Regions from separate parts of the Mus musculus genome. Here all the other regions are linked to region 1. The links are chromatin contacts, called in public Hi-C, HiChIP or PLAC-seq and promoter capture Hi-C maps. All regions are on one chromosome and are shown on one strand. Each heading gives the region's core, a stretch centred on a gene start, on an enhancer-like site or on the middle of the called end of the contact. The rest is flanking DNA. Distances are from core to core; before and after follow the strand shown.

Region 1 (3,699 bases), core at 475-2,974:
TAAGAGTATGGGAAAGCAACAGCGTAATAGCAGTGGTGCCAAGACCCGGGGATGCTGCCAAGCTTTTCCCCAGGCTCCATATGCAGTGGCTCAACTACTCAGAGGCTGGCCTTCGGTTTAAACCCATGGAGCCTCATGAACTTGGTATTTCTTTTTGCCTCTGCCCGATTGCTTCAACCTCTTTAATTAAACAACCTCCTCCAAAACCTGTGAACCATTCAGATCTAGCCCATTCTCCAAGTCTATCTTTTTCAGGAAGTTTCCCAGGACCATTTTAACCCACAGATTATCACCCCACCCACCTACCCAAACTGGCAACTTACATACCAGAAAACAGAATCACCATGCATATTTACACCAGCAAGTAAATGCTGCGCATTTGATCTTTCAAAGCCAAGAATGGCGTCTTGGGGTTTTTGAGAGCCCCTCCCCGCACCCCCAACCGTCTTTGAAACCCCCTACTGAGCGTGTTCATCTTCCTGAATAGTGACTCAATCAGTGAATTGTTTGGGCTAAGGCATGCCAAGATAAAAGCATGTTGAAATGAAAAGGGCTCAATGGATGGGGAAAAAAGAAGTACTAGGTGTCAAATGGGGGAAAATTATAGAACAAAGGTGTTCGACTAACATCTGTTTTATTTGCCATGGGGTTGAAAACAGATATAGGGGAGGGAATGTCAACTGGAAAATGAAGAAAAAACATATTTCAGTTTGAGGGGGATGATAGCAAGAGAAACATGAAGCCCGGAGGAATTTTGAGTCAATTCTGCTAGAACCAACAGGTAGGCCAATTGTGTGAGTAAAGGGGGTTACGGGGATGGCATGGCTAGAGATACAATCATGTAGGTAAGGGAATTAATAGGCCATATGACGGGGGCACGAGGGGATAAAATGGTCGCCAGTAAGTTAGCTGACTGAGTGGGTGGCAGGTAGGTCGGTGAATGGTTAGGTGTTTAGTCTGGAAGGAACAGGTGTGGGGCATTTCATTTAAAAATCTAACCCCTCCCTCACCTTGACCCGGAAGCGGATGAGTGCTAGCCTCACGCAGTGGCTCAGACAGGCAGGTGGCAGGAACCAGGCCCGCGGTGGAGGGGTGCCCTTGTTGCCCACGTGTCCCACGATCAGTTGCGCAGTCTGCCGCTCCGCCTGGCACCGACGGCCCCACTCGGCCAGTCGGTCCTTCCCCAGGCCCCCAGGGAACATGACCACCAGCTCCAGGCCGTCTCCGCCCGGATAGGCACAAGCCTGGCACAGCGCTGACAAGTAGCCCAGCATGGCATTCCACTGGCCGCCACAAACCCAATCCGTCTGGTAGCCACCATAGAGCCGCGGCAGCGCCGAGCCCGCGTCTACCAATACCCGAGCCCCAGGCAGCGGAGGGGGCGGCGGCGGATGCAGCCCTGGCGGCGCTTGGCCATGGTGGTGGAAATGGTGAGCAGGGTGATGGTGCCGAGACGGCCCCGCGCCCCCGGAGTAAGCACCAAAGGCAGCGGGCGGGAGCGGCGGCGGCGGCAGAGGAGCAGAGCCCCTGGTGATGCGTGGAGCCCCTGGCGCTAGGGCTGCTGGCGGCAGCTGGCGGTGCAGGTGCTGCTGCTGCTGCTGGCGCGAGACGGTGCGCGCGAGTTTGAGGAGGTCCACAGGCACCACAGCCCCGGGACAGCGCTTCTCCAGGAACTCTTGGAAGCCCTGGACGCCCATGCTTCCTCCGTGGGTAGAAGGAACAGCGGCTGCGCAAGCGGGCCAGTCGGCGATCCCCGCGCGAAGCTGGAGGCGGGCGCGTGCGCACTCCGCGGGGGGTAGGGGCGAGGGGGGCGGAGAGAGGGTTTGAGAACGGGAGGGGCGAGGGAACGTGGGCGGGGAGGGGAGGAGACCACAGACTGGGTGCGGGTGGAGAGCAGAGGTGAGGCTGACCAGACTCAGAAGAGGCTGGGAAGATAAAAGCGATGACAAAGTCGTAGTCACTCCTCTTTTCCCGTTCCCCTCCGCTGCTCTTCTTCACTGCTTCAAAGGGGGTGAAGCCTCTGCCTTCCACCTCCGGGAGCCATGTTGCCTCGTCTTCTCTGTGATACTCGCTTTCTAGCTGGGGGAGGGGTACAGGGGCGGGGCGGATGAGCATCCTGGGAGTTGTAGTCTTTTCCCGGATGGCCTCAGGATGCAGTCTTAGAACCAGAGGATCACACCTGTCAGGCCTTGATGCTCATAGTGTCAGAAGAAGCGGGCCAAGAAAATGTGTGTATAGGATTTGTACCAGAACTCCTAGTATCCAACCGAGTTGCCTCAGGATATTATACCACCATGCCCAGGGAAAGAAATGGAGATGATGCATCATGGGAAAGGAAGTACTGTGGATTAGTAGAATTTGGCTAAAGTGAGCTAAAGTTCCCTGAAAGGGAGAAATTTCCCTTCCATTGAAAAGATGATATGCACAACTTTTAACGAAAGGAGAAGAACACATATGATACATAAAAACCGCTAACATCTACTGTCATACTTTGAAGAGTTATCCACCTTACAAATGGTAAAACATTTACTTAAGACAATGAATGCATAGACAAAATGAAATTGCCTATAATTTGCCTCAGGATCTCTGGTCAGGGAGATTAAACACCCACTCAAATTCAACTACAACTTGGACCTTATTGGTACTCACTAAGCTATGCCATATGGTTAGGGGATTTTTTTTGTTTTCCAACCTACTAAATGTGTCCATGTGGGAACAATTCAAAATAGCTGCAAAGGTTCTAATTTGATCACAGTCTTTTGAAAAGTACATTTCAGCATGCTTCTCCAATGAAATCCATGTAGAGTCTGTCTTCTGTCAAGTTTTAGGGCCCATTACTTCAGCCAGACTACAGCAGAAAACAAGATCTGCATGCAGAGTAGTTGTATCTATCTGGCTTGGAATTTACAGAACATAAAAGAGCAGAACCCCAGGAATGACATCAGAATGGTTTGATAGGATGAAACCAAAAACAGGTTGCAAATTCCAAACCGGGTTTGTCATAAGAGTAGTAGATCCAGAATAGCAGGGATGGGAGACAACATGAAAGGCAAGGGAGAGGGAGGTGGGGGGTGTATAGGGGACTTTCGGGATAGTATTTGAAATGTAAATGAAGAAAATAGCTAATAAAAATTGTTTTTGAAAAAAAAGGGAAAGGCAATAGCTTGAAGGCATGAAAGATGAAGAGAATAGATGTTTTTAGTAAACTGTGCTTACTAGAGAGTTTGTCCAGCATCCCTTTCCTAAAAATTAGCCTTCTCATTGTTAACTTGATAAGATTACTGCAAAAACTGTTGTCTTAGGCATGATGGTATGTGCCTGCAATCTTAGTACTCAGGAAGTTGACATGGGACAGTCACCTTAAGTTCTAGGCCAGCCTAGGCTACCCAGTGATTTCAAAGAACCAAGGAAGTAAATAAATCCTATCATGTTCACATTTGCTTGTAATGCCATATTTTAACTGAGTGTGTTGGCTTACATCTATAAACCCAGCATTCAGAAGGTCAAGGCAGGAGGATTGCCACAACTTTGAAATTATTATTTTCCAGGTCAGCCTGAGATAAGAACTAAACAAAACAAACAGTAAAGAAAAAAATTAAGTCCCAACAACAACAAAAATAATTGGATCATAAGCCACTTAATGAAACTGTTAGCCACAAGTGAGATACCTTTAGATGAAAACCCTTTATTATTCTACCT
Region 2 (3,699 bases), core at 790-3,289, 1.0 Mb before region 1:
GATTGAATGAGATAGTGTGTGTCTGTGTGACTTTGTGTGGGTAAGAACCTCTGAGGAAAACTTGCCTGGTACACATATGTGAGCAAATACATATATGTGAAGAAATAGAGTATACACACACACACATACACACAATGGAGAGGAGACAAAACTTAGTATGTGCCTGCAGCAGGAAATAGAGTGCTTAGGAGATGGAACCTGAAATTTTTCATGTATGTATGTGTCAAGAGAGTCAACTCCCATCTCATAAAGTTGTCTTCCTTTGGCCCAGCTTCTGAGCACCAGGTAAGGAGAGAATACTTTAGAACCCCATCTCTTCCCAATGTCTGGAGATTCAATCCTCACCCCAAATTTCAAACAAGGTATTTCTTATATTAGACCACCATGGAAATAGGAACTGGGAATAGGGGAGGGATCAAACATGAAGGCAATGGGGTTAAGAAATGGCCCCCTGCAATGTAATGGCTTTTAGAGGAACTGCTCAGCCTAAACTGCAAGTCCTTCTTACGGTTCCACTGTATACAGCTGGGACTTGGTTTAGCTTTGACTAAATTCAGAAGGAAAGATAACATAACGAAAAAGCCCAAGTCTGGGGATCTACCCAGCTGGCCTACTCCCTAAGCACTCAATTAATTTACTATTTATTTACTTATTTCTTCAGGTGCACAGAATTGAGCTGACCCTATTACTCAGTTCTTGGCACACTCTATCATTGGTCCATGCAAGGTCCTTTTATTATTTTGCTTTGTCCCCTTCATCACCCATTCCTGATCCCATCCTTCCAACCCCACATAGGCACCGCTCTTCAGTACTTAATGTGTGTCCTTCCAAACCACCGTTCATGTGTTTATTTACTTATGTGTATCTGTGGAAAATATATGGTATTGATGTGTTTTAATTTACATAAACAGTATTGTACTATAAATCTTGCTCTGTTTCTTTTTTCACTTAACATTCTGTTTTTGCGAAATCCAGCCATGTTGCTATACATAGATCAAATTTATTCTAGTAGTCCATCTAAAACACATATCACATCCATTTTCCTGTTGATGGATTCTGAGGTTCCTTCCTCTGCTACCACAGCAAGGCTGCAATGGGCAATTATCTCCTCTCCTTAGGAATGTCTAATGTAGAAGAAACAAGCTCAGAGAGGGGCAGTGATTTGGCTAAAGTCACAGTGGAAGTCACCTGCTATGTGGATTCTAGAACCAGAGCCAAAACTCCACCATCGTGCCTCATCAAAGACCAGCCATTTCTGATCACAAACAAAATAAAATATAATATTAGGGTACAATTAATAGCCGCATTCATTTAGGAAAAGCTGGGGTAGAAATTATGTGTAGACAAAGAGAATTTTAAAGTTCTAGAAAAATCTAGCACATTAGTTGAATCACCTTTTTTTTTTTTTAATGACGCAGAGGAAGTTACTCTTTGCATCTGTGGAGCCATTTTGCAGAAATAGAAAAAGCCATGTCAAAACCTGACCACCAAAGCAAAAAGACCTCAGATATTTAAACTACTAGCAGTTCAAAGCAGCCTGCGACTGAGGGGCTACAGCGCTCACCCCACAGGCATAAACTGGTGGGGGAAGGGACAGATTTTAAAAGTGCGTAGTTGTTGGGGGAGTGGGGCGGGGAGAATGATAGCGAGGCTCTCTGATTTCATTTGAGCACATCTCGTTCCCTGGTGCTTGCGCACTCCCAGCCACCCTCCCCGGGCCTAGTCTTGTGGTCTTCAGAATCACTGGTACTTTTCCCATTGGCTAAAACATTGCAAGACTGAGGGTGAGGGGGCTCCTACCCTAGCTTTCCTCATAGCCAATCGCCCCGCAGTTTTCCTCTCATCACTGAGGGGCAGTCAGCCTGATGATTGGTGGGCGCGAAGGGAGCCAATTAGAAAATGATGATGTGTAGTGTTGGCAAGCGGATTGCGTGAGAGAAGGCAGGGGCTGAGGGAACGCTACCGCCAGCTCCGAGGCCTGCAGCCAATGGCGGGCAGAGCAGACGCCATGCCAGGGAGTGGGCGGGGCCTGGGCGATAGGCGCTGTGGGAGTGGGGCAGGCGCTGTGGGAGGGGACGTCAGAGCGAGGTGGTGAGCAGAGCTGGTCGCGTGAGGTGTGGCGGCTCCGCTTCAAGTGTGACTGGTGGCTACGGCCTTGTCTGAGAGCCGCAGAGCCAGTGTTGTGAGTGCGGTCACCATGGACCGCCCGGACGAGGGGCCTCCGGCCAAGACCCCCCGCCTGAGCAGCTCGGAACCCCGTCAGCGCGACCTGCCGCCCCCGCCACCCCCACCGCTCCAGCGACTGCCCCTGCCTCCACCCCAGCAGCGTCCGAGACCCCAGGAAGAAACCGAGGCTGCACAGGTGCTGGCTGACATGAGGGGGGTGGGCCCCACGCTGCCCCCACCACTGCCCTATGTCATTCTTGAGGAAGGGGGGATCCGCGCGTATTTCACCCTGAGTGCTGAGAGTCCCGGATGGGATCACGCAATGGAGTCAGGGTTCGGGGAGGCCCCTTCCACAGGGATCATGGAAACGCTCCCATCTTCAGAAATCTCTGGGGGAAGCCTGGCAATTGACTTTCAGGTTGCAGAGCCCAGCAGCCTCGGAGAGAAGGCCCTAGAAACCTGTAGCTTAGGAGGGTGGGGGCCCCAGATGTTAGTTGGTCCGAAGAGGAAGGAGGAGGCTATCATAATAGTGGAAGATGAGGATGAGGATGACAAGGAGAGTGTGAGGAGGCGGCAGCGTCGGAGGAGGAGGAGAAGGAAGCAGAGGAAGGCGAAGGAGAGCCGAGAGAGGAGTGCCCAGAGGATGGAGAGCATACTGCAGGCCCTGGAGAGCATTCAAATGGACCTGGAGGCGGTGAACATCAAGGCAGGCAAGGCCTTCTTGCGTCTCAAGCGCAAATTCATCCAGATGCGAAGGCCCTTTTTGGAGCGCAGAGACCTCATCATCCAGCATATCCCAGGCTTCTGGGTCAAAGCAGTATCCTTCTCATCAGTATGCATGGGCCAGAAGCCCATGACTGAAGGGGAGATGTGTGGAAGAGAGAGAAGAGGTGTGGGGGAGGGTCAGAGATGAGGATGATGAATCCCCATTAGAAGATTCTAGAAGGCGTGGAAGAGGGATGGCAAGAGGGCAAAATCGCATCTAAAACTAGACTGCAGAAGGGAAAAAGAGTAGCATTGCAACATTTAAAAAGAAAATGGATCCCAGACAATAAAAGAGGGAGGGGTAACGGAAAAGGCACACAGCCCATAAACGGAGCAACAGATAGAGAAAGGAGGAGAGGAGGGGGGAGTACAGGTGATGAACTGACTAAGGAGGGAGGGCGCATAAGCTCTTCGGGAAGCGTGCTCAAACCACACAAGGCTCCATAAACCTGGGTCTCTGCTTAGATACCTAGAAATCCCAAATCTGTCTACCATCCTCTCCATTAGAGGGGAGAGAGTAGAAATGGGATGGAACCCTGAAGAATCAGGAGAAAGACCACTTGGTTGTGAGGCTCAAGTGGTTAAATGAAGGGAAAGGTACAACAGGAAGAATCCAATCCACTATTGGTGACTGTTGAGCTCATTCCCAGGGAAACACGTATGCAACATTTGAAATGCACACATTTTAGTAGAATTTATATAGATATAAACACTTGGCCCATGATTAAAAAGTGTCACATGATCATAGGCTCTCGGGAGTCAGGCACA
Region 3 (3,699 bases), core at 567-3,066, 890 kb before region 1:
CCTTTCCCTTCTGCTAGCCTTCCTGGCTTGTCACTAATAGCTGTGACTCCCTCACAACAGAAACCCATCTTCAGACACCTGTGACCAACAAGGACTCTAGACTCTAGGGCCCGGAGGATCCATCTAAAACCAGCCTATGAAAGGGCAACAAAAGCACTGAATTGGATAAGAAGACCTAAGATGCTCTTGTCAAGTGGGAATAAGGCTTCCACATCCAGAAGCACCTCCTCGAAGATACATTGTTGCGGATAAATTCAAACCAGCCCAGGAATCTCAAGTGGTTACTAAACACTGTTCACCATTGTTTCCTCCAGTGTGTCAGCAAGGCAGCAGCCTGTCCTAGCCTTTGGAAAACTTCCCCTGGGCTAGTCAGGACTAGAAGCAACAATATGGTCCTTTTTGCTGAACATTTGGGAAGCAAAGGAAGATTTCCATATCTCCACTATTGTTCCTGGGGACCCAAGAAAACCTTATCTTATAGGATCATCTACATTCTGAGCCTGAGGTAGAATCCAGATCTTCTGAGAAGGCCATACCAAGCTAACTGGTCTAAACTTCTCCATAGGAAGGCTGTGGGGACCATGTGCAAGAAGGTTCTGACATTACCTTCAACTAGAAAACGCAGGAGCCAGAAAGAGCACTCCCTGTGAGAATGATTTCCTGACTGGCCACCAGGCTAGGATATTATCAGAGATGAATTGGCCTGACAGCGTGAGTAAACATGAGTCAACACACACAGAAGCAAACCAATGACCACATCAAGCACCTTCACAGTCACAGTAATTACCACTTACCAGAGTGCACTATGTTACCTGGTTTAATCTAATTATTCCCAGCACACAATTCACAGGCTCAGGGATTACTTTACATGCCCAAGGTCATACAGCTGCTAACCTTCTAAGTAGTTTTAAACTCACGTCTGACTCCCTTTTGAGACGTGATCTTTCCACTACACCACACAGCTTGCCTTAAAGGGAATAATGACAGTAGTCGTTACTTTGTAACTGCCTCGACCAGGGTGATACAAAGTAAAAGATGGGAGTCTCTGTGCCTCCCTGCGAACTCTCCCCAGCCCATTAAGCATCTGTGTATTGAATCAAGGGAAATTCTCAAGAGCAGAGTGGGAGTGGGTCTCAGACCCCAGGTCACTTGTATGCCACAAAACGAGGAGCCCTGACCCCAGCACCCTTTTTCCGCTTCGTGAGGCATCCACAAAATACCAGCCATCCCATATTCTTCCCACACCTGCTGCCCTCCGCCCGGGACTTCACCACTGGCTACCCGGATCCACCCACAAACTCGCCGCTGGCGACCATCAGCTCCCAGCCTTACCGCGGGTGGGCGGATCTTGCAAATGCCGGACTTCTCGGCGATGGGTCTGATTTTCGCGATGTAGCCAAGAGGGTCTCGGAACTCGGCCCAGCTAGGCTCGAACACCGGACACTCCGGCGGCGGTAGGAAATCGTCGGACCCCAGCTCCATGGTGGGCCCGAGGGCTGGGCCAGAGATCGGGAGGGCTCAGGTCGCCCTTAAGGACGCATGGCGCCGCCGCTGTCTGAAACCGAGGTACTTCTCGGAGTCTAGGCCCTAAGCAGGACGGCCACCGCCCGTCAAGGGCTTAGGGGGGCGGGTGCCGTGCTCTAAAAGTCTCAGGCTGAGGTTCCTTTTACAGGTTCTTAGTCCTGTTCCGTTTCTTCCACACCTTACCGCTGCCTCCCAACTACTGAAGCCTTCACTACTACAGTTAAGTCCCAGTCGCGGCAGGTTTCACCGCTGCCACCGCCATCTTGGTTTGTCAGCGTCTCCTCCCCCCCACCTCTGTACCTCACCACAACAAACCAGATCCCTCCGCAAGGTGTCTCTCCGAGTTCCGTTTACTTTGAGTCAGAAAAAAACCTAGGAAGCCTTCATCATGTGATGACCGAAAGAAATCGGGTTGTATATGTCCCTTATTTGGAGGTGGTTAGTTAAAAACATTTCTCAGGCTAAGAGAAAATAGTTCATTTCATTGGCGGAAGAACAAAATTGTAAATCGATGGCCGGATCCTTTTACCGGATGGACCGGCGATGCACGTTTAAAGGCCAGTGATGCGCATGCGCAGTCTCTAGACAAACCGGAAGAGGAGCTAGTGTCCATAAGTAGTGAGCCTAAACTAGTACGCGCCCATGCGCGCTCGCACACGCTCGCGCACGCGCACGCACACACCCTAGATCCCAAGCCGGTTGTCTCCTCCCCAATGTCCTTTGCTGCTTCTCTCAGGTCCTTTCAGTGAGAACCACGGAAGGCGGTGATTTCGAGGAACCTCCGCCCCCTTCCTCCCCCTCCCCCTCCCATTCCGCGTGTCTACTGCTGAGTGAATTGAAGATTTACCAGACTTACACCTCTGAGGTTTTTGTTTTTAAATGAAAGAAGGAAACTCCTCACTCCCTAGAGAATGTGGAGTTTTAGAAGCTTCAGTCCCACGTAGAGTAAAAATGCATTATTCTCCCCAGTATCATTGGCCATCAGCATTTTAAAGAATGCTTTCGACTGTTTGGTATACATTGTAACTATATAAACACTTTGTATAATATGTGTGTATCCATTTTTGTAGCAACTACTGCTACAAAAAAACCAAAAGGCCTGGATGTTTACATTTTTGTTTATTCCATGTATATGCAGTACATAGAGGCTAAAAAGGGGGGGATTTTGAGTTTGAGACCAGCCTGAGCTACATAGCAAGATCCTGCCTCACAAAGTAGTAGTAGTAGTAGTACTAGTAGTAATATTATTATTACTAATGGCCGGGCAGTAGGTGGCACATGCCATTAATCCCAGCACTTGGGAGGCAGAGGCAGGTTGTACAGTGAGTTCTTGTCTCCAAAAAAAAAAAAAAAAAGGGCAGGCATGGTGGCATACATCTTTAATTCCAGTACTCAGGAGGCAGAGGTAGATGAATCTCTGAGTTCAATGTCATCCTGGTCTACAGAACTACTTCCAGGATAGCCAGGATAGGGCTACTCCCCATCTCAAAAACTCAATAGTAATAATAGTAATAATAATGTAAAGTAATGGAACTGGACAGGAGAAAAGGCATTAAAATTAAGGTTAGTAAGTTTGCTGTTCCTCACCTGAAGACATTTTGCTTTTCTACCTGAGGAACATCTCTGTAAAGAGTAAAGAACACCAGGCTTTTGGTCTCAGCACCACCCATTCTTCCTCCAGTCTCCTCTAATGTCCTTAGCCCAGACATACCACAGGGCAAAAGGAAACCGAGCAGTCTTTTAAGCCAGTGATATAAAATGCATTGATTTGTATTTGTGAAAGTCATACTATGCAACAGGAACTTTTGTGAGCATGTGAAAATACAAAAGCATGCCTTCCTGGAACAGATTATTTACTCACTGGGCCCTGCCAAGTACCTCACGTCCCTGACCCTTGGTTTTCTTGTTCATAAAATGAAGTTAAGTAATCCTTTCATTACTTAGGAAGATTAGAGATAATAATATCTGCGTCTCTTTTTTAAAAAATTATTTTCATTGCTAATTTATTTATTTTTGTATTTATTTATTTTATGTATACGAGTACATTGTAATTGTCTTCAGACACACACCAGAAGAGGGTATTGGATCCCATTACAGATGGTTATGAGCCACTGTGTGGTTGCTGGGAATTGAATGCAGGACCTCTGGAAGAACAGTCAGTACTCTTAACCACTG
Region 4 (3,699 bases), core at 688-3,187, 690 kb after region 1:
AAGAAATACACTACCTACAGGACAGTATATTTATAGGGTTTCCTTTGATTTTACTTTTAGTTTTCATTCAATCAATCATCCAAATATATTAAGGTAAACTGCTCCTTTTCACCCTTCACAACATTGCTTAGGTGCTGTCAATATTCTGTTCTTTTGCCATTCTTCATCATAAAATGTATAGTTGCAGGATAATTATATAATAAAGTTAGAGCTACTTGTCACAGATTTCATTACATCAAAGATTATTTGTATGCTGTGGTTAATTATTTTTGTATATATTAAGGTTCCCATTTAGTGACATACAGTTCTATGGGTTCTGACGAATATTCTCCTTAGGTTTGTTAAGACTTGTTTTGTGGTCTTACTCAGGATGTGTGCTGGAGAGTACTGCATGTAGATTTGAGAAGAATGTGTATGCTACAGCTGAAATGTTCTGTAGATGTCTGTTAAGTTCATCTGGCTTAATTCAAGTCCGACCTTTCTTTACTGATTTTCTGTCCAGACAATCCCTACACTGTTGGAAAATGGGTATCGAAGTCCTTTACTATTTGTTTGACTGTGCTCTATCCCCCATTCATTATTAACATTATTGCTCCATACATATAGGTGCTTCAGTGTTGGATTCATAGATACTTTTAATTTTTATATGGTCCTTGTGAATTGTCTCTTATTATATAATTCTTTTGTTGTTTGGTTTTCTTTTTTATTTTTAATTAGGTATTTTCCTCATTTACATTTCCAATGCTATCCCAAAAGTATCCCTTGGTTTTCTTGATACAGGACCTCACTATGTAGCCCTGGCCGGCCCCTGAACTCATAAGATCTGCCTGTTTCTGCCTCCCAAGTGCTGGGATTCAACGCCCAGTGTATAATGTCATTCTTTTTTATAATGTCTCATTTTAGCTTTGACTGCCTTTTTTTTCTGACATAATGGTCTCTACTCAGTTTGACATAATTGAATGAAAAAAAGTGAATGCTACAAATTGTTTCTTGCACTGGCGAGTAGTGTGCTACATCACAAGAGAAAGCCTAAGTCCTTGTTCAGAGCATCAGTAAAAGAAGAACATGAGAAAAAAAGATGTGTATGTATATTTGTATGTATATATATGCACATATACATATGATTTTTAATATATCATCTCATCGTAGAAGGCTGTACTTGAACTCAAGACCCTTCAACATCTCCCTCCCAAGTAGTGCTGGAATTATATCAGGGCTTTGTTAAATGCCCGCTCCCATAGTTTCCAAATAATTTTTTTTTTAATTTTAAGGAATCAGTGAAATTATTTTGAAATAAAATAGAAGCATGTAGGGATTTTTTTATTACATTTTTATTTGTAATAAATAAAGTGTGTGTACATGCACATATGTGTTTGTGTGCAATCAGAGCTGTGAAGACAACCTGTGGGAGTAGGTTTTCTACCTCCGCCATGTGGATCCAGGGAATAGGATTCATGTCCGCAGGCTTGGAGTGCTTTTACCGCTGAGCCATCTGACAGGCTCTAATTGATTTTTCTTACATCTACTGTTTAACTATATGTATTTAATTATTTATTACATATTGTTTAAATATATATTATATATATGAATTATTTGAGAGCATCACCTTAATGTTCAGCGCCTCTATCTTAATCTAGTCGTATTTTAGAGGCAGTAATGAATGTGACGTTCTCACAGTATATCACGCCATGTAATTAGTGTTGTCAGGACAGGCGTGGGAGCTCTGAGGTCATTTTCTTCAGGAGAAACTGAAAAATCAAATAGGAACAGGGACACGTATTGGGGAACAGAGAAATGAAATGGAGACTAGGTGTGAATGCTGAACAAGAGGTAGTAAACAGATGCGCCACACTGAGGAGACTGGGAAGCCGTTAGCGGGGAGGGGGTGGGGCGGGCTGGTAGGGACGGAGACCCCCCTCTGGAGGCGGAAAGAGGCAGGACCACTTCCGGCCAGGGGGGCGGGTTACAAGCTCAGACCTGAGGAGAGGCTTGGAGAGAGCAGACGTCCTCTCGGCTCACGAGGGCGAGGTGAGCTGAGGTGGCCAGCTTTAGGAAAGACCCCGTGGGGGCTTCAGAGCCGCGGCTTCGGGGTGACTGGCTTCACACAGCATTAAGGTTTGACAGGAACCTGGCTGGATTCGGGATCTAGCGGTTTCGATGTGGTGGGTTTAGAGGTGCCTGGACCCAATTCTCACTGCGTAAAGGCGGGGGCGGAATCTCCGGGCTACGGGAAAGTCTAGACTCAGTTTGGGGATGGAAAGAAGGGATGCAGACCTGGTTGGGATTTTGGAAAGGAAACATCTAGAACACGTTCTGGCTGTAGCAAAAAGGGAGGAGGGTCGAGTTCAGGAGGGAGGTAAGGGACCCGGATCAAGCTGAAGAAAGGGGGCTGGACCCCGTTATGGGCTACGAAAAGGATGAATCGAATCTGGACTAAGAAAGGAGCGACAGAATCCTCTTTAAACGGCCAGAGGACCAGGCTTGGAAGGGAGAAAGGACGGGCTAGGATCCGGGTAGCACTGCTTTGAAAGAGGGGATGACCTGGTAGGGTTAGGGAGCTGGGAATCATGAAGGGGTTATCCCTGTTGGATTTGAGGGTGGGGTATCAATGTTGCAGAAAGGGCGGGGCGGGGCCCTTGCAGACGTGGACCGGGGGGGGGGGGGGCGAGGGGGGATAGTGTTGGCGAAGGCGACTGCGGCGCGGGTGGGGGGGGAGGGGGCTTGAGGAGGGTGGGAGGTGCGGAGGACTGCGGAACCACAGCCTGAGTGAGTGGCTGATGGTTGGCGCGGGCTGGCGCGGCCGCACAGGAATGGGGGCGGGGGTGGGGTGGGATGGTGGTAGGAGGGGGTGGCGCGAAGAGGCCCTGTGGAGCCTGGGGTGGGGGGACGGGCTGAGAAATGATGTAGGAGGAGGAGGCGGTGGGATCGAGATGTTCTGTAGCTCTGAGAGCGGGGGACATATGTGGACATGAGATGGTTAGAATGGTCCTGTCCACCATAGCGCATGCGTATTGAGGGCCTTGAGGACCAGCTGCATTTGGAAAACCTGTTATCATGCGCGCGTGCGTGTGTGTGTGCACGCGCATATGTGTGTGTGTGTGTGTGGGTGGGTGGGTGGGTGTGGGTGCGCGCGTGTGTGCGTGTCTCTCGCTCTCGTTCTGTGCGCATGCGCACTGTCAGGTTGCGGTGTGGTAGAGGGTATTAAGGTGTAGGTCGTAGAATTAATTTGCCATCTTGGAAGCAAAAGATGCTGCAGCTCAGAGACCACATGTTCTGGGCTTCTAGATAGGCAAACCCAGAAAGATTTGGGGCCTAAAATTAGGCAAATTCTTTCACCCTTCAGATTTAGCAAGACTTCTGATAAATCTTCCCCCTTTCCACCCTCCTATTATCCTCTAACTCAGGCCTATTTCCTTCAGGCTCGGCTATTAGCCTTTCAGAAAGATGGATAGAAGAAATGACCATGGTCATCGGGTGCCCACATTCCAGGTGAGACCTCTCTGCATTCTGTTTGTCGTGCCCTGAATTCATTTACCACTCTGGAGCCTATTATCACTGTGTAGTTCCATAATTCCTTACCTTACCTATCTCAGTCTTCCTTTGCATGGTACAGGGAAGAGGAAACTTATCTATCTCTTGCTCCATCCCCCTTTCCCAAACCCCTTTCAATGAAATTGTTCAGGAGGGGAGGCAACTGTA
Region 5 (3,699 bases), core at 508-3,007, 670 kb before region 1:
AAGTTCCAGGACAGTCAAGACTACACAGAGAAGCCCTGTCTGGCAACCCCTCCCCCTCAAAAAATAGAGAGGTAAGAACCCAGGCCTGTTCCAAACAGCTGGATTTTTAATTCTAACAACGCTGAGAGAACTCGATTTCAACAAGTGGTACAACCAAGCATTTTCTACAAGAGTCACAAGACCAAAATCCTAAGAAATTTAGTGGAACTCAAAGCATCAACCCTCTAGGCCAGTGGTTCTTAAACCGTAGTAGGGGAAGTAAGTAACCCGTCATTACCACCCCCACCCGCACTCCAAACTCTGACATTGTCCGAACACATTTTTGATGGGCATTTCAGGGGAGTGGAGGTGCTGTCATTTAGTGGAGAGAGGTCAGGAAAACAGCTAAACATTCTACAATGCACAGAACCAACCGCACAGAGAAAGTGTGTGGCTAAAGAGCTAGTGTTAGGAAACAATGCTCTAGACAGAGAACAAAACCGCAAGCAAGAGTCCAGTGAAGGTATTCGCTATGAGCTACTTCAAGGTAAGGGTGGCCTAGCAGGCTAGAAAATGAGTAAACTAGAATATCTCTGGAGTGGAGGAACACAGCAAAGATTCATAACGAATACTTCTAGAGATGGGTGAGAGGAAACTACGAGCTATACAGCAAAAACTAAGATATGAAATAGTAGGCTTAAGTATGAAAAAGTAGGGTTACTATCAAAGTCACTCTAACTTATCAGCCTAACCCCTTTTCTACAAAACATTTATAATGGCCTAAGTGTTATCTTATTTTGTACTTTGCTTCTCCTTTCCCGCGATCTCGGATTTGCTCTCCCCGCATAAACTTAACTGATAAAACCCCAAACCCTCCACCAATTTGGCAAGCGAACAAGTTCAGGCTTATTTACGGTTTTCTGGTAGGAAAAAGGCAAATCAAAGCAACAATCTCTTAGGCGTGTGGGGGGCATGCGGAGGGGTGGGGGGCATCGCAATCCCACGCTGCTGAGCGGAACGCTGGGTCAGAAATTCAAAAGTGCCACAGCAGAGAGGGGGGGGGGGAAAGGAATCAGAGTGGAGCGTTCCATCGGGAGGTGCGGGTGCGGGGAGGGCTGAGTAGAGCACAAAGTACACAGCTTGGGATCGGACGCCAAAGCAGAGTTACGGTTCCCAAATTTTCCCAGAGGTGTCAAACAAGTTTAGGAAGGTGGAACAATGCAGACCGGAAGGAAGCCGCGGGCCAAACAACTGGCAGCAAATTTCGGGAACGCCTCTTTTGGCGGGAGGGGTAGTGGGCGGGGCGACGCACGGTTCGGCCCATACCATTCGGGCCAGAGGGGGTCTGCGCCGAACTCCGCCAACTGACAGTTGGGAAGAGACTCGAGTTCAGTGTATGCCAAAAGGGAAAGCAAGTTCAGATCCAAGCCCCACCAAGAGGATCAAGGAACATTTCAGGGTTCACAATGTCTCGGGTTGCATGGGGGTAGGTTGTACTACTTTGCAGACAAGCAGGGGGAACCGGACCGGGACGCGCGCAGGGCCACAGCCGGTTTTAATCTCACCAGAGCCATTGGGTCCAATGATGGCGGTAAACCTCTGAAATGGTCCGATAATCTGTCGACCCTTGTACGATTTAAAGTTCTCGATCTCAATCAGTTTCAGGAAACCCATGACAGCGGCGCTGGCGTAGGAAAGGCCGCGCCTTACTCCTGGGAACGAGGTTAGCCCGCGCGGGAAATAGCGCAGTGCAAGCCGGGTGTACAGTAAGCCTCGCGATAATAAGTCCAAGCCAATCACGATTTCCTGTTTCCGGGGCCAGAAATGGTCACTTCCGCCTGAAATAGCGCTTTTGTTGAATTGTTGCCCGGCTGGAGCACGCGCTGGGCGCTCAGGCCCCGCCCCTCTACGTAGTTACCCAGCAACTGTTGAAGTGGCCGCCAACTAGGACGGGAAGCGTTAGTGCTCTGATCACTTCGGGGGAAATCAGAGCAAGCAGGCGGGGTCTGAGCCCACGCTTGCTGGGAAAGAAGTCACTTCAAGGTTCTGCCAGAGCTAGTGGGAGGCAGAAGCTCGGCTGGGGTTTGTAGTCTAGCCAGCAAGGGGGGAGACGGGGAGAAGCGCTTCAGCCAAGGATTCAGTCGGGAATGGGAAGGCGCCCTCGGAAGGGTGGGCAGTTTGGGATGGAAGAGGGATCAAAGGGAGGACTTAGATGAGGCGAGCTTAGAGTGTGAGGACGATGAGAGTATCTCTTAGACAACAGAGATACAAGTTGGGAAAGGCTGTGTTCTGAAATACTGCCCCTATCGTCTGCTTCTCTCTTATTTCTCCAAGCAGAATTTAAAGACTGCCGTTGTAAATCCAAGAGTCAACTTGGGTCCAATCCATTTTCGAGCTTCAAAACTGGAATTCTGTACTGAGAAAGGTATCTTGTGTGAACACTAGGAGTCCAGGTCCTTAAGCCAGTGCTCCAGCTCTGTCCTTTTCCCTCCCTGTTAAATCAAGTTTCCCCCATTTCCACCACTTCCCCTCTGTCTCTTTCCCTCCCCCTTTCTCTCCTCTCTCCCTCCCTTTCTCTTTCTCTCTCCTCTCTCCCTTCCTCTCCCCCTCCCCTCTCTCTCCTCTCCTTCCCTCTCCCTCTCTCCTCCCTCCCTCTCTCGCTCCAACTCTGTCCTTTTCCCTCCATTACATCAAGTTTCCCCCATTTCCACCTCTTCACCTCTCTCTCTCCCTCCCTCTTTCTCTCCCTCTCCCCCCTCTCTCTCCCCTCCTTCCCTCTCCCTCCCTCTTTTTCTCCTCTCTCCCCCCTCTCTTCCTCTCTCCTCTCTCTCCTTTATACCCTGTCCTTCTCCAATTCTTTTCCATCCCCTTTTTCTTCATTCTTTCATTCCCCTTCTATCACCTTATAGTCATGATCTTAGCAGCCCAGGATGTCTACTGAATCATCCCCCTATTGTGACAACAGATTGTCTTTATAGGCCGGGGTTAGTGCCATTTTCAGTTAGATATGGAAAGAGTCTGGTGGTTTCCACAGCTATTCCTGGGTATCTTCTTTTATTTTTTCAAAAGTTTCTCCATCTAGCTCTGACTGTCCTGGAACTCTGTAGACCAGGCTGGCCTCGAACTCAGAGATCCACCTGCTGGGATCAAAAGTGTGTGCCACCACTGCCCGGCTTTGTAACTGTGTGCAAGTGCAAGCGTGATCAAATGTGTGCACAAGCCACAGACATTAGGCATCAGATCCCTTGGAGCTGGAGTTACAGGTAGTTGTGAACCACCTAACACGAGTACTCAAAGAACTCTGAAAGAACTGGAAGTATTCTTAACCACCATGCCATCTCTCTAGTCCTATTCCTGTAACTATTTTTAAATAATGTCTAAAAGCTGGGAAGAATCCTAAAGAGTCTAGGAAGGTGAGAAAGCTCAGTTGATAGAATCTGATATGAAGCTCTTTTGGGAAACCAGTCACAGGCAACATGAGGGAATAAAATCATCAGAGGCTTGAAATCTCACATACATTTTTAAAAGTTACTATTTAATTTTCAAAGATTAAATGTAGCTTGGGAGAAAATTAAATTGGAGCCCTATCTCTAAATATATACAAAATCCAGTTTCAAATGGATTCAAAACAAATGATAAAGGCAAAACTTTAGGAATTGTGGAATATATAGGAGAGTATCTTTATAAATTTAGAATATGGAGAGGTTGTTTGTTTTACTG
Region 6 (3,699 bases), core at 702-3,201, 530 kb after region 1:
AAATAGAGATAGGTGTTTCTTGAAAATCCACTCACTGTCATGAATACCAATATGACACTGAGAACCACCAGGAAACTGGGGCACAGTGTAGACTCGAAAATACAATGGCTGAATGAGGCATACATGTTTCTCATTAAAGGAAATTCAGCAAAGTTGTCAGGAATTAAGTTCTTGTTATTTACTGCACTACTACCCTAAAGTATACAAGTGCCAATTTCTAGATTGATACCCTCTACTCGGACCTTTTTCTTGATTCTCAGACAGGCTTATCCAACTGCCAATTTGACATTTCTACCTGGATGTACCACCAGTGCCATAAAATCAATGTTCTTTTCCTTTTTAACTCCATTATTCCATGACTCACTGAAAGGGTCACTATCTGCACTATCTGTTAAAGAAAGATGCCAATATTTGACTATGTTCCTCCTTCCAATCCACCCCTCCACAATCCAATTACTCATCAAGTCCTAGCAGTCCACCCCGCCCCCACCAATCTCCTCACTATCTCCCCTGCTAACACTCTAGGCCAAACCACAAGCACTGCTTGTTTGGATGACTACCAAGGTCATAGCTATGCTCTCTAGTTCCAAGAAGACACTTAATCCCCATACAACACCTAAGATCTTCTAAAACACACACCTACAACATCTATGTGGTGACCAGCTGTAGGGTGCTTTCATAGACCCTCAGGACCCTCAGGTTTGAGAACTTTATTTTCTTGGTATTGGAAGTTTTCCATAAGTTGGATAGGATAGGAATTTGGGGCACCAGAATTGGAAGAAAATGAGAGACTATTCATTTGTGCTCAGCAGAGAGAGCCTAGGAGATAAGAAAGTAGAAGGGTGACATTACAAACTTGGGGGAAGTAACAGTTTATAGGAAATGAAACGAATATATAAACCCGCCTTGATGATGTGTGAAAATGTATGTGAATCAAATTGTCCATAAAGCCATAAGGATTGGCTATCTTTCATTTGTCCAGTATGGGCAAAGGTGACCTCAAGAAGCAGACTTCTGACTATTTGTGTATAAGAAAGATCTTGAATTTTATTTCTATAACTACCGTGAATTATAGTTTATAATAAGCTTTTTCTGGGTCTGCATTCACCTGCTCTATTGCTAATGATATTTTGTCTACTTCTCTTTGTCTTTACATTTTATCTTGTTCTCATGAAGACACCCAGTTGTTTATGTGAATTTATCAGGCAACAGAAGTGCCATTTCAAACTAGTGAAAAACGTTATTGAGGGTGAATCTGTCAATGCCATAATAAAAGTCATTACTTTGTACAGTTAACTTACGCTGAAAATGGTAGTTTTTTCAAATGAATTGAATCAGCAAAACATAATAAAACAACAAAACAGTCCAATATAGACACCAGGATGGTCCTTGTAGCATTGTTTGTAATAGTTCGAAAAGGGGGAAACAACCCAGAAAGTACACGAAGCTGAACTAAGTAAATAAATTATAGGACAGTTATACAAGAAAACATTATACATTTCTAAAAAAACATATGCTAAGGGAAAGAGGTTTGAATATATAACTTGAAAAAAAGCAGTTACAGAACAGTAGGTAACTAGTATAGCCGGTGTAGGGAGAAAGTGCACATAATCAGACTACAAATTAAAAAATTAATGGAGGAATGTCTATCAAAGTACTCAATGTCATGAGTATTTCTGAGGAAGGAGATTAAAGATAGCTTTTAATTTTCTGTTACATATTTCTGCATTTCTCTGGTTTTCACATGACAACACACTACTTTTGTAGTAAGAAAAATAACGATATAAAATAAATAATTTCAATGAATGAATCGTTTTCGTGGGGGCAGTTTGGGTTGGAAGGGCTTCAGACCGAACCTGGTACAGAGGCATAAACATGGGCTTTGGCGTCAGACAGCATTGAGCAGGGCCCCATTGCCCCACCCCCGAGGAAGGGGGCGGGGGGTAGGGGGCTGCGGAAAGGGGCTGGGCTGGGCTGGGCTGTCTGCAGCTCTAGTCCAGGAGGCTGAGACTTCGAGAGGGACTGAGAGGAGCAGGCACACGCATCCCAGACTCACTGGAGGACAAGGTGAGGGAACAACATTGGGCTTTCCTGGTGAGCAGACAGTGGTTCTAACTACCTGAAACCTATAGCTGGGCAGGTGGGCAATTCTTATTTGACCACTATAGCTGGAGCAGAAGTGCTGCATTTGATGCGGTGTGAGAATGAGAACGACCAAGAAAGTAGTAAGCTGTATATGAACTGGACAGCAGAGACTGGCAGAGGTGGAGGGGAGAAAAAGGGGAACTGTGCATGCTTGGAGGAGAAGGAAGAATATGGGGAAATAAGAAGGGGAAGGCGAGATCCAGGGACAAGAATAGGGGATGCAGAGAAGGGTTAAGGGACACTGGGGAGGGGGGTTGCATAGGTAACACAGAGAAGGATGTAAGGAATGGGAAGAGATTTCTGTAGAGTAAATAGGAAATGCGATGGGAAATAGGGAGTCCGGAGTTAGGCAAGGGAATAGGGAGGGGGGGAATAAGGAGTGTTGAGGGGGGAGGGGCAGACGGGCTGGGACGGAGGCCCCCTAGGGAGGCGGAAAGGGGCGGGACCACTTCCGGCCTTTAGTGGGGAGGGCAGTATCTGAGTTTCGGAGGGGCTTGGAGAGAGTGGACACACTCGGGAATTGTAGGAGGACGAGGTAAGTCATGGGCCCCAGCTTTGGATGAGAGCCTGCTAGGGGTCGGCCCCACCCTCTGGGATCTGGAGAAAACCTGCCTTAAGAGCCAAATCTTACCGAATCCATCCAGCTAGGAAGGGAGGGGACTGGACCCCGTTTGGCTGGGCCTAAGATGGAATCACTAGTTCAATCCTGAGTTGAGGAGGGGGTGTTACAGGGAAGGAGCCAAACCAATTTGGGTTTTACCGTTTGGAGGGGGGCGTGTTAGGATAAAGGGCGGGACCTGGAGGCTCTGTGAAATTGATAGGGTGGTTGTGAGTAGGGGAGGGGCTAGGACCACCAGACACTGCGACAATTTGGATGGAAGGTTTGTTGGGGAGGGGGCGGGGCTGAACAGCATTGCGGACCTGGAGAGGGGCGTGTATAGGAGTTGGGTGCTGGACTGAGACCGTGGACATTGCGCATGCGCTTTATGTATAGCTAGAAAGGGGCGTGTTGAGAAGGGCTCGCAGAGACTGGGCCAGCTGCTGAATGCGCATGTGCACGGTGGACTTCAAAGAACGGGTTTGTACTGGGAAAGCAGGCGGGGTTGAAAGGGCGCTGCAGAAGACGCGCATGCGCACTCTAAGCCTGCGGCTGGGGGGGGGTGCGCTGGGAAAAGGGGGCGGGGTCCTCAGAGCTGCCGCGCTGGCACATCTTCCTGGAGGAGGGGAGGGTGCGGCTGCAGAGAACTGAGACCTAGAGACAGAATTTCTGTATCTGAGCACCTACTGGTTGGGGCTCCGGGAGGGGCTGGGCTTTGGGGCCCTAAAGAAGGTGAGGATCAGCTTCTAGGCAGAACAAGGGATACGACGTTCAGCGGGCTCTCCACTTGACCCAGGCCTTCTCTTTGAACTCAGCTTTGCTAGGTGAACTTGAGACATGTCTGACACAAGCGAGAGTGGTGCAGATCCAGCTCGCTCTCAGGTAAGACCGATACCCCCCCCCCCCCTTTCTTGCTGCTTGCCTTTCAAGCCCCTTTTGCTGCCCTAAATCCTTGG

What was found. Promoter capture Hi-C pulls out the DNA fragments that hold promoters and counts their contacts. Hi-C and Micro-C count contacts between places; a contact is called where the count stands out from the background. HiChIP or PLAC-seq counts read pairs in DNA pulled down with a chosen protein or histone mark. Capture Hi-C pulls out chosen DNA fragments and counts their contacts.
Region 2: a contact with region 1 is called in a promoter capture Hi-C map of erythroid cells, with 5 times the contacts expected there. The contact joins the promoter of Tspyl2 here to the promoter of Fam120c in region 1. A contact is called at or near these places in 2 of 39 promoter capture datasets (erythroid cells and pre-B cells), 4 of 484 Hi-C or Micro-C datasets (CD4 T cells and CD8 T cells), 3 of 115 datasets of contacts at active chromatin or transcription factors (astrocytes, regulatory T cells and thymic regulatory T cells) and 2 of 9 other capture datasets (adipose tissue and liver).
Region 3: an H3K27ac HiChIP or PLAC-seq map of microglia shows a contact between it and region 1, with 7 times the contacts expected there. The contact joins the promoter of Kdm5c here to the promoter of Fam120c in region 1. A contact is called at or near these places in 4 of 39 promoter capture datasets (the C10 cell line, erythroid cells, liver and 1 more), 2 of 484 Hi-C or Micro-C datasets (CD8 T cells and nephron progenitors), 3 of 115 datasets of contacts at active chromatin or transcription factors (astrocytes, embryonic stem cells and microglia) and 1 of 9 other capture datasets (liver).
Region 4: a promoter capture Hi-C map of hippocampal neurons shows a contact between it and region 1, with 10 times the contacts expected there. The contact joins the promoter of Tro here to the promoter of Fam120c in region 1. A contact is called at or near these places in 8 of 39 promoter capture datasets (the 3T3-L1 cell line, cranial neural crest, embryonic stem cells and 3 more), 2 of 115 datasets of contacts at active chromatin or transcription factors (both in embryonic stem cells) and 1 of 9 other capture datasets (pancreatic islet).
Region 5: a contact with region 1 is called in a promoter capture Hi-C map of liver, with 3 times the contacts expected there. The contact joins the promoter of Smc1a here to the promoter of Fam120c in region 1. A contact is called at or near these places in 3 of 39 promoter capture datasets (hippocampal neurons, liver and pre-B cells), 6 of 484 Hi-C or Micro-C datasets (CD4 T cells, CD8 T cells, cardiomyocytes and 3 more), 2 of 115 datasets of contacts at active chromatin or transcription factors (astrocytes and stem cell-derived neural progenitor cells) and 1 of 9 other capture datasets (liver).
Region 6: a contact with region 1 is called in a Hi-C map of uterus, with 10 times the contacts expected there. The contact joins the promoter of Maged2 here to the promoter of Fam120c in region 1. A contact is called at or near these places in 2 of 39 promoter capture datasets (hippocampal neurons and pre-B cells), 5 of 484 Hi-C or Micro-C datasets (CD4 T cells, embryonic stem cells, muscle stem cells and 1 more) and 2 of 115 datasets of contacts at active chromatin or transcription factors (astrocytes and large pre-B cells).

The regions. Positions count from the first base shown.
Region 1 is chrX:151,342,248-151,345,946 of GRCm38.p6, reverse strand. It overlaps Fam120c (family with sequence similarity 120, member C), which reads right to left and starts at 1,724. Exons shown (of 16, transcript NM_198105.2): 1 at 1,011-1,724. The coding sequence starts at 1,697.
Region 2 is chrX:152,340,824-152,344,522 of GRCm38.p6, reverse strand. Tspyl2 (TSPY-like 2) reads left to right here and starts at 2,039. Exons shown (of 7, transcript NM_029836.4): 1 at 2,039-2,983. The coding sequence starts at 2,198. It overlaps Gpr173 (G-protein coupled receptor 173), which reads left to right. Exons shown (of 4, transcript NM_001359449.1): 4 at 1-925.
Region 3 is chrX:152,231,344-152,235,042 of GRCm38.p6, reverse strand. It overlaps Kdm5c (lysine (K)-specific demethylase 5C), which reads right to left and starts at 1,816. Exons shown (of 26, transcript NM_013668.4): 1 at 1,333-1,816. The coding sequence starts at 1,482.
Region 4 is chrX:150,655,674-150,659,372 of GRCm38.p6, reverse strand. It overlaps Tro (trophinin), which reads left to right and starts at 1,937. Exons shown (of 13, transcript NM_001002272.3): 1 at 1,937-2,028; 2 at 3,420-3,489. The coding sequence starts at 3,445.
Region 5 is chrX:152,014,486-152,018,184 of GRCm38.p6, reverse strand. It overlaps Smc1a (structural maintenance of chromosomes 1A), which reads right to left and starts at 1,757. Exons shown (of 25, transcript NM_019710.2): 1 at 1,545-1,757. The coding sequence starts at 1,653. Ribc1 (RIB43A domain with coiled-coils 1) reads left to right here and starts at 1,890. Exons shown (of 8, transcript NM_025660.3): 1 at 1,890-2,022; 2 at 2,317-2,404.
Region 6 is chrX:150,812,597-150,816,295 of GRCm38.p6, reverse strand. Maged2 (melanoma antigen, family D, 2) reads left to right here and starts at 1,951. Exons shown (of 13, transcript NM_030700.3): 1 at 1,951-2,067; 2 at 3,559-3,625. The coding sequence starts at 3,581.